2 separate regions of the Macaca mulatta genome follow, and region 1 is linked to region 2. The links are chromatin contacts, called in public Hi-C maps. All regions are on one chromosome and are shown on one strand. The core of a region is the stretch at or near the end of the contact, and the rest is flanking DNA. Distances in the headings are between cores, read along the strand shown.

Region 1 (4,654 bases), core at 702-3,201, 95 kb after region 2:
GGCATCTACGTGCGGTGCCCAGGAGGAAACCAGAGGCACAGCTTGGCAGCAGGGCCAGCACCAGAACTCAGATTTCCTGACTCCTAGCTGGTTGTTCCGGCACCAGGCAAAGAGGAGAGGAGTAGAGGAGGAAGGCCTGGCTAATCCTTCCTTGGGCATGACCCACGGCAGTCTCCTGGGGCTTCTCACCCTCCTTCCCTGCCCCTCTAGGTGAAAGGCAGGTGCTGGCAGCCCAGGGGGACCTGGTGGGATGTTGGGACCTGGAGTGCTGAAGTGACGGGGTTGGTTGGGGATCTCACTCACTGGTGCCTCATAATTGCCCAGGCCTTTGGAGTTGAGGTGTGAGAAGCTGGAGGGTCTGCCTCATACACATCTTAGGGGGCAGGAGGGTGGTGGAGGGGTCCCCTAGAGGCCAGTGGTGATCCCCACTGTCCTCCAGGCAGAGCAGGCAGGACCCACACAGCACTTAGAATCAAGCCTTGAAAAAGACCAGGCTGAGCATGGGGACCCTGAGGGGCAGCCCAGGGCTTCTCTGGGGGCTGCTAACTGTGCTCAACAGGGGGCACCTGACGGGACCATGTCAGCCCCAGGAGAAGCACAGAACACACTTTTTAACTCTGATCTTGTTGCTGGGATCCTGAATGCTCCAGAGCACAGTGAGAGCTGCCTCTTTAGAGAGGTGGCTGCTCGGGGAGGAGGGAGGTAGGGCCTGGAGGTGGGTGGGCTCCAAGGCAGTGGCTCCTAGGGCGGGGGTATGCATTTGTGCCTTCCTGAAGCAAATGTTCATGGGCTAGACGGCCTGGGGTCATGGGGACCAGACAGCCCGGGTGCCTGTCCCCAGGCCACCTACAGTGGGGGGCAGATGGGTAGAATGACAAATGCAAACAGGGTGCTGGGAGAGAGCCCTCTTTGGATGGATGAGGTGATCAGGGCAGGCTTCTCTGCAGAGGAAACCCAAAGGTTGAGTGGGGGGCAGCCAAGTCGGGGGTGAGGGCGGGTGGGGGGCTTGGTGGGAAGGGACAATGACCGACCGTTCCCACACCAGTCCCCTCTCCGCACCTGGCCCGACATGTCCCATTTGATCCTCACATAGCCCCGTCGCGGATCATGCCGGAGGGTGGAGATCAGATGATCTCCAGTGTGCCCAAGGCCACTCATGGAGGTCAGGGAGCTGATTCCCAGATCCAGGAACATGCCTCGAAAGTTTGGTGCTCCCTTCTGCACTGTGCTTATAGATGTGGGATCCTTAGCTTTCCTGGGAGCATGGATCCCTCTGAGGATCCCGATGAAAAATCTGCATGTCTCCCAGAAAAATGTACCTCTACACAGGTTCACAGATGTCTGCATACAATTTCAGGGTTCTCACACCCTGAAGGCCACCAAGGGCCCCAAGGACATGAACTTTGCACAGCACAACCTAAATCGTCAATGGCAATGTCTTAGGAGCGTAAGACAGCGACTGCCTCGGTAAGGCCATCAGCACAGCCATGGCCGCACATGTCGTCCGGAGGATCAGGTGGCCTTTTTCTGTGGCTTTTGAGGTTGAGGTTGGGTACCCTTGTGGCTAATGCATAACGCCAGGATGGCCAATAAAGACACCATAAAAGTTCCCTACTGTGTGCCTGACACTGGACAGATGAAATCTCCAGGTCTTCTGGGAAGCCCGCAGAGGTAAAGGCTGTTTTCTCATTTTACTGATGGAAACTGAGGCTCAAGGAAGTGAAGGAATTTGTTTCAAGTCCCAGATAGTACCATGAACATGAGATTTGAAATCATGCAAGTCTGACCTGCAAACCTTGGTTCTTTCCATTTTCCCTTCTCACAGAAGGGGCTTTCCGCTTCCCGGAAGCTGGCAGGGAGTTTCTCTAAAGCGCAGGTTGGAGTGGTCAGAAGGGAGTGAACGGACAGCACGAGGAAGGCTCAGCACATGCCAGCTCCACTCACGGGAAATGACTCACGGCAGCCCTGCTGCTCTCGGGCTCCGGGGGACACATACACATTTCCTGTGTCTCGGTAGAGCCTTGGGCAGTGTGAGCTGGCAGGGCAGATCGCTGAAGGCGGCTAGAGATAGAATAGCACCCAGCTCTGCATCCTGAGACAAAGAAGACTTTCCCTGGGCTCATATGACAGAGGTATGTTGCCTCTGGGCCTCAGTTTTGCCATCTGTAAAATGGGGTGAAGATCAGACTAGATTGGGCATATTCTGTGTGGGACCCCCCTAGTGACAGCATCAGCATCACCTGAAAAACTGCAAATTCTCCTTTATGACAGTGGCTCTCAAACCTTAATGTGCATTGAAATCATCTGGAGGGGAGTTTCTCACTCGAGAACCACACAGCGAGATCAGGGATCGGCGAACTACAGTCCACTGGCCAAATCTGGCCACGGCCTGCTTTTTATGGCCCATGAGCTAAGAATAGTTCTTTCCATTTTTCAGTAGTTGGGGAAAAAAATCAAAGAATATTTTGTGACACATACAAATTATATGAAATTCAAATCTCAGTGTCCATAAATAAGGTTTCGTTGGCACACAGTCACTCTCAGTCATTTGCATATCGTCTACGGCTGCTTTTTCCGCTATGAAGACAGAGTCAAGGCGCTTGCTCTCCTGGTTTCATGCTGCTGCTCGCGCCCTACACCTCACAGGGATGTGGTTAAACTCGGCTTTGCCTCTTGGCCTGCAGAGCCTAAAATATTTACTATTTGGCCCTTCATACAAGACATTTGCCGACCCTGATCTATAGAGAGAAGGGAAAGGAAGAGAAAGGGAGGGGAGGGGAGGGGAGGGGGAAGGGGAGAGAAGGGGTTTGTGCAAGAGCTGGGGTCCCTTCTGGGGAAAAAAATGAGCTGTCAGGGGCTTTTGGAATCTGAGAGAGTCCTGCTCTGTGCTGGGCCAGCACTTGGAATCTTTTGCACAGCTGCTTTGAGGGTGATCTGGAAGGCCCCTCGGACCAATAAAGACCTTCCCTCTTGCCTGTATGAAAACCTAACATTCCACTTCTAGAGCAGGGGCTCTTACCTGGGAAGCCCCCCATCCAGAGGCCAGGCTTCAGGGGTTCTAGGTAAGCTTTTAAGCATGCAGGTGTTTTCTGGGGAGAGTCTGGTGGCGCCAGTGATCTTCCCTACCCCTCCAGAATCCCAAGCACCCTTTTGTTCCTTTGGGGCACACATTTTTCTCTTCCTACCCTTCCTTTCAAAATGTGAAAGTCCCCGGAAGGGGGACACTGTGCATGTACATCCTCCTACCTAGGAAAGGGGTGAGATGATCTGATGGGACTAGGCAGGCTTTAGGAACGTCCAAGGAGTCTGAGGAGGGGTAGAGGGTGGTGGGGGCGGGGGTGGGGGCATTTAGAGAGAGGAAATGGTGATCAAGGAAGAGGGCCTCTTTCCCAGAGGGCTGCAGGACCCCCAAGCCCATACAATCTGTACTCATCCACTTCTCCGCATCAGCAAGAGGCATCCAAGACTCGCAGCCCATCCGGCTACCCTCCCACCCTCACTGGTGGGCATCTCCACTCCCCAGGCCCCACAAGGCCTCCCGCCTGCAGCATTAGCCAAGCAAGTCTCAACTCTGGCCCTGGGATTCCAGGTATTTTCCCAGCCAGCCGCACCTCATCTAATTGCTTTCCAGTCAGCTAATCCCTGGCCCACGCCCTCCACTCCAGCCAGGCAAGCCACGTCTGTGTGGTCAGCAGGAGCTTCTGAGACTTCCCATGGCACGCGTCCAAGCCTGGGGCAGCCTCTCGCCTCCCCTTGCCCAAACCACATCCTCTTTGCCCTTCCCCACACCTCAAACTCTCCTCTAACATTTCCAAAAAAAGTAGAGCTTGGTCCAGTCCAGACCAAAAGCAGCAGACTAATTCATTCCCTACCACCCCGCCCCCCAGACTCATCACTTCCTGGCTATCAGGGAAGAACAATTAGCAAAAAGTGGAGCTGTACCTACTGTTCAATTTCCAGAGCTAATTGTTTTCAGCAGGGTTTTGGCCTTAATTAAAGGATAATTAGTTACTGAATGTGTGTTTGCATTTCCACAAGTGTGTTTGCGTTTCCTAAGTCTGGCTTTTAACCCTGGGAAACCAGATTCAGCAAATACTTTCATGTTTCAATACTTCTGAGTAAGGGAGAAGGTCTTAATTACAGAAATCGTAGTCCTGTGTAATCAAAGGGCAATGCAAGAATGAGTTAATTGTGCCTTCCACACACCCGGCCACGATTTCTGTTGATCTGCTGTGAGGAGAGGGTGGCAGCTGCCTGGCCCTGCCCAGCACTGTGTCCCTATCTGTGGATTCTGTTCTTATCCCTGTCATGCAACTGGCCACCCCAGCCACAGCCCTTCTCTTCCCTTTCTATGCATTTCTTCTTTCTTACCTTTTCCCCCTCGTTAGCACTTTGGGAGGTCGAGGTGGGCGGATTGCTTGAGCCCAGGAGTTCGAGACAAGCCTGGGCCACATGGCAAACCCCTGTCTCTACTAAAAGTACAAAAAATTAGCCAGGGGTGGTGGTGCACACCTGGAGTCCCAACAACTTGGGGGGCTGAGGTGAGCCGATCATTTTGAGCCTGGGAGGTCGAGGCTGCAGTGAGTCCTGATTGTGCCACTACATTCCAGCGTAGGTGACAAAGGGAGACCCTGTCTCAAAAAAAAAAAAAAAA
Region 2 (4,093 bases), core at 477-2,976:
TTGACTTGTGTGTCGGCACACACTGATCACATGGGGTGGGGGAGCCCTACCGACTGCGGGTGGGCTTGAGGGGTGAATCCTGGGGCAGAGGGAGTGAGAAAGGGGGGAGGGGGCAGTCTGTCCCTGCACGGTGGGGGAGGGGCAGTGCTGGGCTGCTGCAGTCACCAGCCAGATTTGGAGCTCACATTTATGGGAGCCCATGTTTATGGGAGACCTGGAGGCTCTGAAAGGTGGGGCACCCAGCACAGAGCGTCTGGCTGTGTGTGTTGGACTCCAGGGCCTTGTGACAGCAGCTTCTGGGTGGGGGACCCTTTCATTCTTCTTTTATTCCCTTGACCTCCTAACTGGAGGTTAGGAGTGGGAGGGCCCGCCAGAGGGAGTGGGGGCTCGGGTCTAGGAGGTCCTGGGTGCTTCAGGGGTGAAAGGGCTGGGATGGCTGAACAGTGAGCGTGTCCAAGCGGGAGAGATTAGATTACGGAGGCAGACAGAAGTAATGATTAACTTTTCCAGTCTGCACGCTGTCTCCAGGCTGTCGTACTGTTGTTTTTCCCTCTAAGTACAGTGCGGCCCTGGCCTGGCCAGGCCCTGGTATTGGGTTGTAAAGTGAGAGATGGAATGAGGGCTGCGAGTGCACAGGGAGGGAGCTTGCCGGAGAGGAGAGATCTTTTCCATCGGATCCTGCATTGGAATTTATTGGCTGGAATGCAGTAAATGTTCAAAATGCCATCCCATCCAACAGTTTTCATAATTGTTATGGAACAAGGGGAGCCGGGGGAGGGGACGAATGAAAAGGACTTTTGTTTCTCGCTGTATTTTTCCACGTCTTCAGACGGCTCTCCTACCCTCTAGAAACTGGAGTGGAGTTGGACCTGTGGGGGATGGGGTGGGAGAGGGCAGGGTCTGCCTTTGGGTCCTGTGATACCTTCCAAGGACTTAGGGGTCCTGGTGCCCTGGGACTTTATTACAACGAGGCCCACGGCAAAAGTAGCTTGGTTTCTTGCAGGCACAGAGCCCCCACACCTGCAAAACCAGGGAAAAACTGTCCTGTCCTTCTAGGGGTTTTGTCCTTTTAGAAAATTGGCTTATGATGCAGTGGTTTCTATTAAGATTTTCATGATGCTTTAACACGTGTGTGTGTGTGTGTGTGTGTGAGAGAGAGAGAGAGAGAGAATCAGCATTCAGTGTCAACTGCCCAGATGGGAATCCAGATAGGGAATTTGGGGAATCTCCTGACACTCTCAGGGTGGCAGGTGGGTAGGTGGGTGAGGTAAGAGACTTGACTTGGATGTCTCTCTTGGACATGACAGACTTTCTGTTCCATGCTTGTCCCAGCCCTTGTGCCTTCCTGGGGGTGTCAGGGTCATGCCCAGAGGGAAGGCAGCTGATCAGACAATGCCATGCAGGGCTGAGGGCTTCTGTGCCTGCTAATATGTGAACCCCCTTTCTGAAGAGAGCTGCTCTGAGTTACTTGGGGAGTAACAGTGGGAACCTGGTTGGTGCACCATGGAGGGGAAGTATCTGGAAATTCGAACTTGAGAAATGATTCGGCTGCATGCACACTAAACAGCAGCCAGAGAGGCCCTTTACTGTCAATATTATGAATGGAGTTGGCTGGGTCGGGAGTCCCCACCCTTCCTCTGAGGCCTCTCTCAGAGGAGCCTGGGCAGAGCGGGCCTCCTCAGACAGCAGTGGCTGCAGGCAGCTGGGTACACGCTATAATTTGCATGGCTGAATGCTGGGGCACAGGAAGCCGCGTCAGCCTGGCTGGCGAGACAGACAAGAGCTTTTGATTTGTGTGGCTTTCCTCCCCTGCCCTGTGCCACCCTCAATTACATTCTCCATGGCAAGATAAACGCTCTTCGGAGCATTTATCCCCAGGTTGGGGGCTTCAGACTCAGATGTTTGGGGGTTTTGGGAGGTGGTGTGGGACCAGTTTGGGGAGCCAGGGAGTACATTTTAGTTCCAGGAATTGATTATTTAACGTAATTTGTAAGGACACAGTCACTAATTAGTGTTCTAGACCAGCAAGATCTGCCAAATATGTAGGCTTGGGAGAGGTGGCATTGAGGGCGGTGATGGGAGGAGAAACTTCAGGGAACCAAACCTGGGCAGACAGTGGAAGGATGACAGTGATAAAAGAGATCCTCTCCTGGGGGCCCACCGTCTCTTGAGGGTGATGAATAGTAAGACAGAGTAAAAACTCATTTCTGACTATTTGAAATTAAAAAACAAAAAGTTGGTTTAGAGATGGACACAGCAAAGCCTGACTCAAAACCTCCTTTCCCTTTTGATTTGATTTTGTTTTATTGTTGCAAATTAAATGCAAAAATGTACCCTGCTCCTCAAAGTGGTTTTCTTACTCTCTGGAAGGTTGTAAAAATAAATGGAACCAGTGTTGTTTAATACTGAGAATCAGAGTGCAGCCAGAGACCATGAAGGCCAGAAGGGGGCCCATGGGGCCATCTTCCCTTGTCCCCTTTACATTATTTATGGACAGGTCAAACTGAGACCCTGAGAGGGCAAGCCACTTGGCCAAGGTCACAGAGCAGCTTGCTGGCAAAAAAGCCATTTCACCCCCCACTTCTTGCTGCAGGGAAGTTGCACCCCATGCTCAGCTGTAAAAGCTGGTGCAGCATTTCCAAAGTGTGTTCTGAAGGACACTTTGGAGAGAACAGTGGGGCTTGGTGGCTTTAGAGGCCTGTGTCCACAGCTCACACCAGGCAATATTCTGGGCTTGAAGTATAGCTCTGCACAAGCCGGTGACTTGTGCTTCACCCCCACTACTCCCTTTTTGAAGAGACTGGTGATAGTATGCAGCCTCAGAGGCTTGTTGTCATGAGCCACTTAGAGAACACAGCCTATGCAAAGTAAATGCTTATTAAGTATAGGCATTGGCCCAGAACTGTCCTCCCATGGGGTGTGGGGCTGTGGAGACAATTGGGAAGACTGGTGGGCATTTTCTGAGCAGCTGGAGAACCCAGGAGCCTCAGAGATGAGACCAACGTGTGTGCAGCACTCTCCTCAACTGGCCTCAATCACTTTTGCATCAAATTGGTACAGCAACCTTATGAGGCTGGCCTGGGGGAGCCCCGTTTTAGGGATGAGCTGAAGTTACCCCAAGGCTGCATGCGAGGTTGGTGTGTCTGAGTCTGTAGCTGGTCAGCTCACCTCTGGGGTTGGCACGGGGGCAGGGGTTCTGCCATGGCTAGAAATCCCCGAGGGGTGGAAACGAAGCCTACTGGGCCCGGGAACCAGAGAGCTGCCTGGCCTTTGAAGGAGACCCTGTGGCACCCCCTGCCCACCCCCAAGTCCAGCCATCTCACTTCACTAGAGATGTTGCAAAACATGAAAAAAAAAAACCATTGTTCTCAGGTCAACCTTCCACCAGCCAGGATTCATCCTCTGATCTGTTTGGGGAAGGAGCATGGGGTGGTGGAGATGGGTTGGGTGCCAGCATTTTCTGAGTAACTCAGAGTTTACCTGAAACATTTTGGTTTGTTTCCTCCATGAGGAACTCGCTCTAAACCCCAGCATTGTCTGTGTTTCCTGAGGAGTCTGAGGGAGCTCTGGGGTCCTATTTCCTCTTCTGGATGAGGCTGTGAGCATGGTGGATTAGAGACGGCCCCGGGTCTTAAAGTGAGCCCAGATGTCTCAGCAAGTTTTACAGGTCTCTATTTGGTGGGGTTGCTGCAGGGGGGATTTGCCTAGAAAACAAGAGACCAGCAAGGGTCCTTGTGAATTATGATGATTTGGGGTGAGAATAGATGGGATAGATTGGCACTGGAGTCCCTTTTTATCTCAGGCTTGTGCCTGAAGAGGGCTTGTTGATATCAGAACAGCCAATTTCCTGACAGGGTTGGGAGCAGGGAATGGGTGCTGTTAACCTTTGAGATGTCTGATATGGAGGGAGAGACAGGATGAGGCAACCGTTGGCGGCGCCTGGGTCCTGAGGACAGAAGGACCCTGGACCTGGCGTTGGCGAGGCGTGGTGATGTTTGCGCTCCCAGGTTGCCAGGTGCAAGTTATGTCCACATTTCTGCCCTTCGTTTGCCCCTGATTGGCACAGGGAGGCCTGCAGGAGGCGGCCACGCCT

What was found. Hi-C and Micro-C count contacts between places; a contact is called where the count stands out from the background.
Region 1: a contact with region 2 is called in a Hi-C map of blood, with 1.7 times the contacts expected there. The contact joins two enhancer-like sites. A contact is called at or near these places in 3 of 14 Hi-C or Micro-C datasets (blood, fetal cortical plate and liver).

The regions. Positions count from the first base shown.
Region 1 is chr18:43,494,645-43,499,298 of T2T-MMU8v2.0, forward strand. All of the region lies in intron 10 of CTIF (cap binding complex dependent translation initiation factor), which reads right to left. Among named protein-coding and RNA genes, the nearest start is that of SMAD7, 120 kb to the left of the region's middle. Within about 2 kb of position 1,952, at least 13 of the 40 cell types and tissues checked have an H3K27ac peak or open chromatin away from gene starts, as enhancers often do. A contact at or near this core is called in blood, where this site is marked.
Region 2 is chr18:43,399,750-43,403,842 of T2T-MMU8v2.0, forward strand. All of the region lies in intron 3 of SMAD7 (SMAD family member 7), which reads left to right. Among named protein-coding and RNA genes, the nearest start is that of SMAD7, 23 kb to the left of the region's middle. Within about 2 kb of position 1,727, at least 21 of the 40 cell types and tissues checked have an H3K27ac peak or open chromatin away from gene starts, as enhancers often do. A contact at or near this core is called in blood, where this site is marked.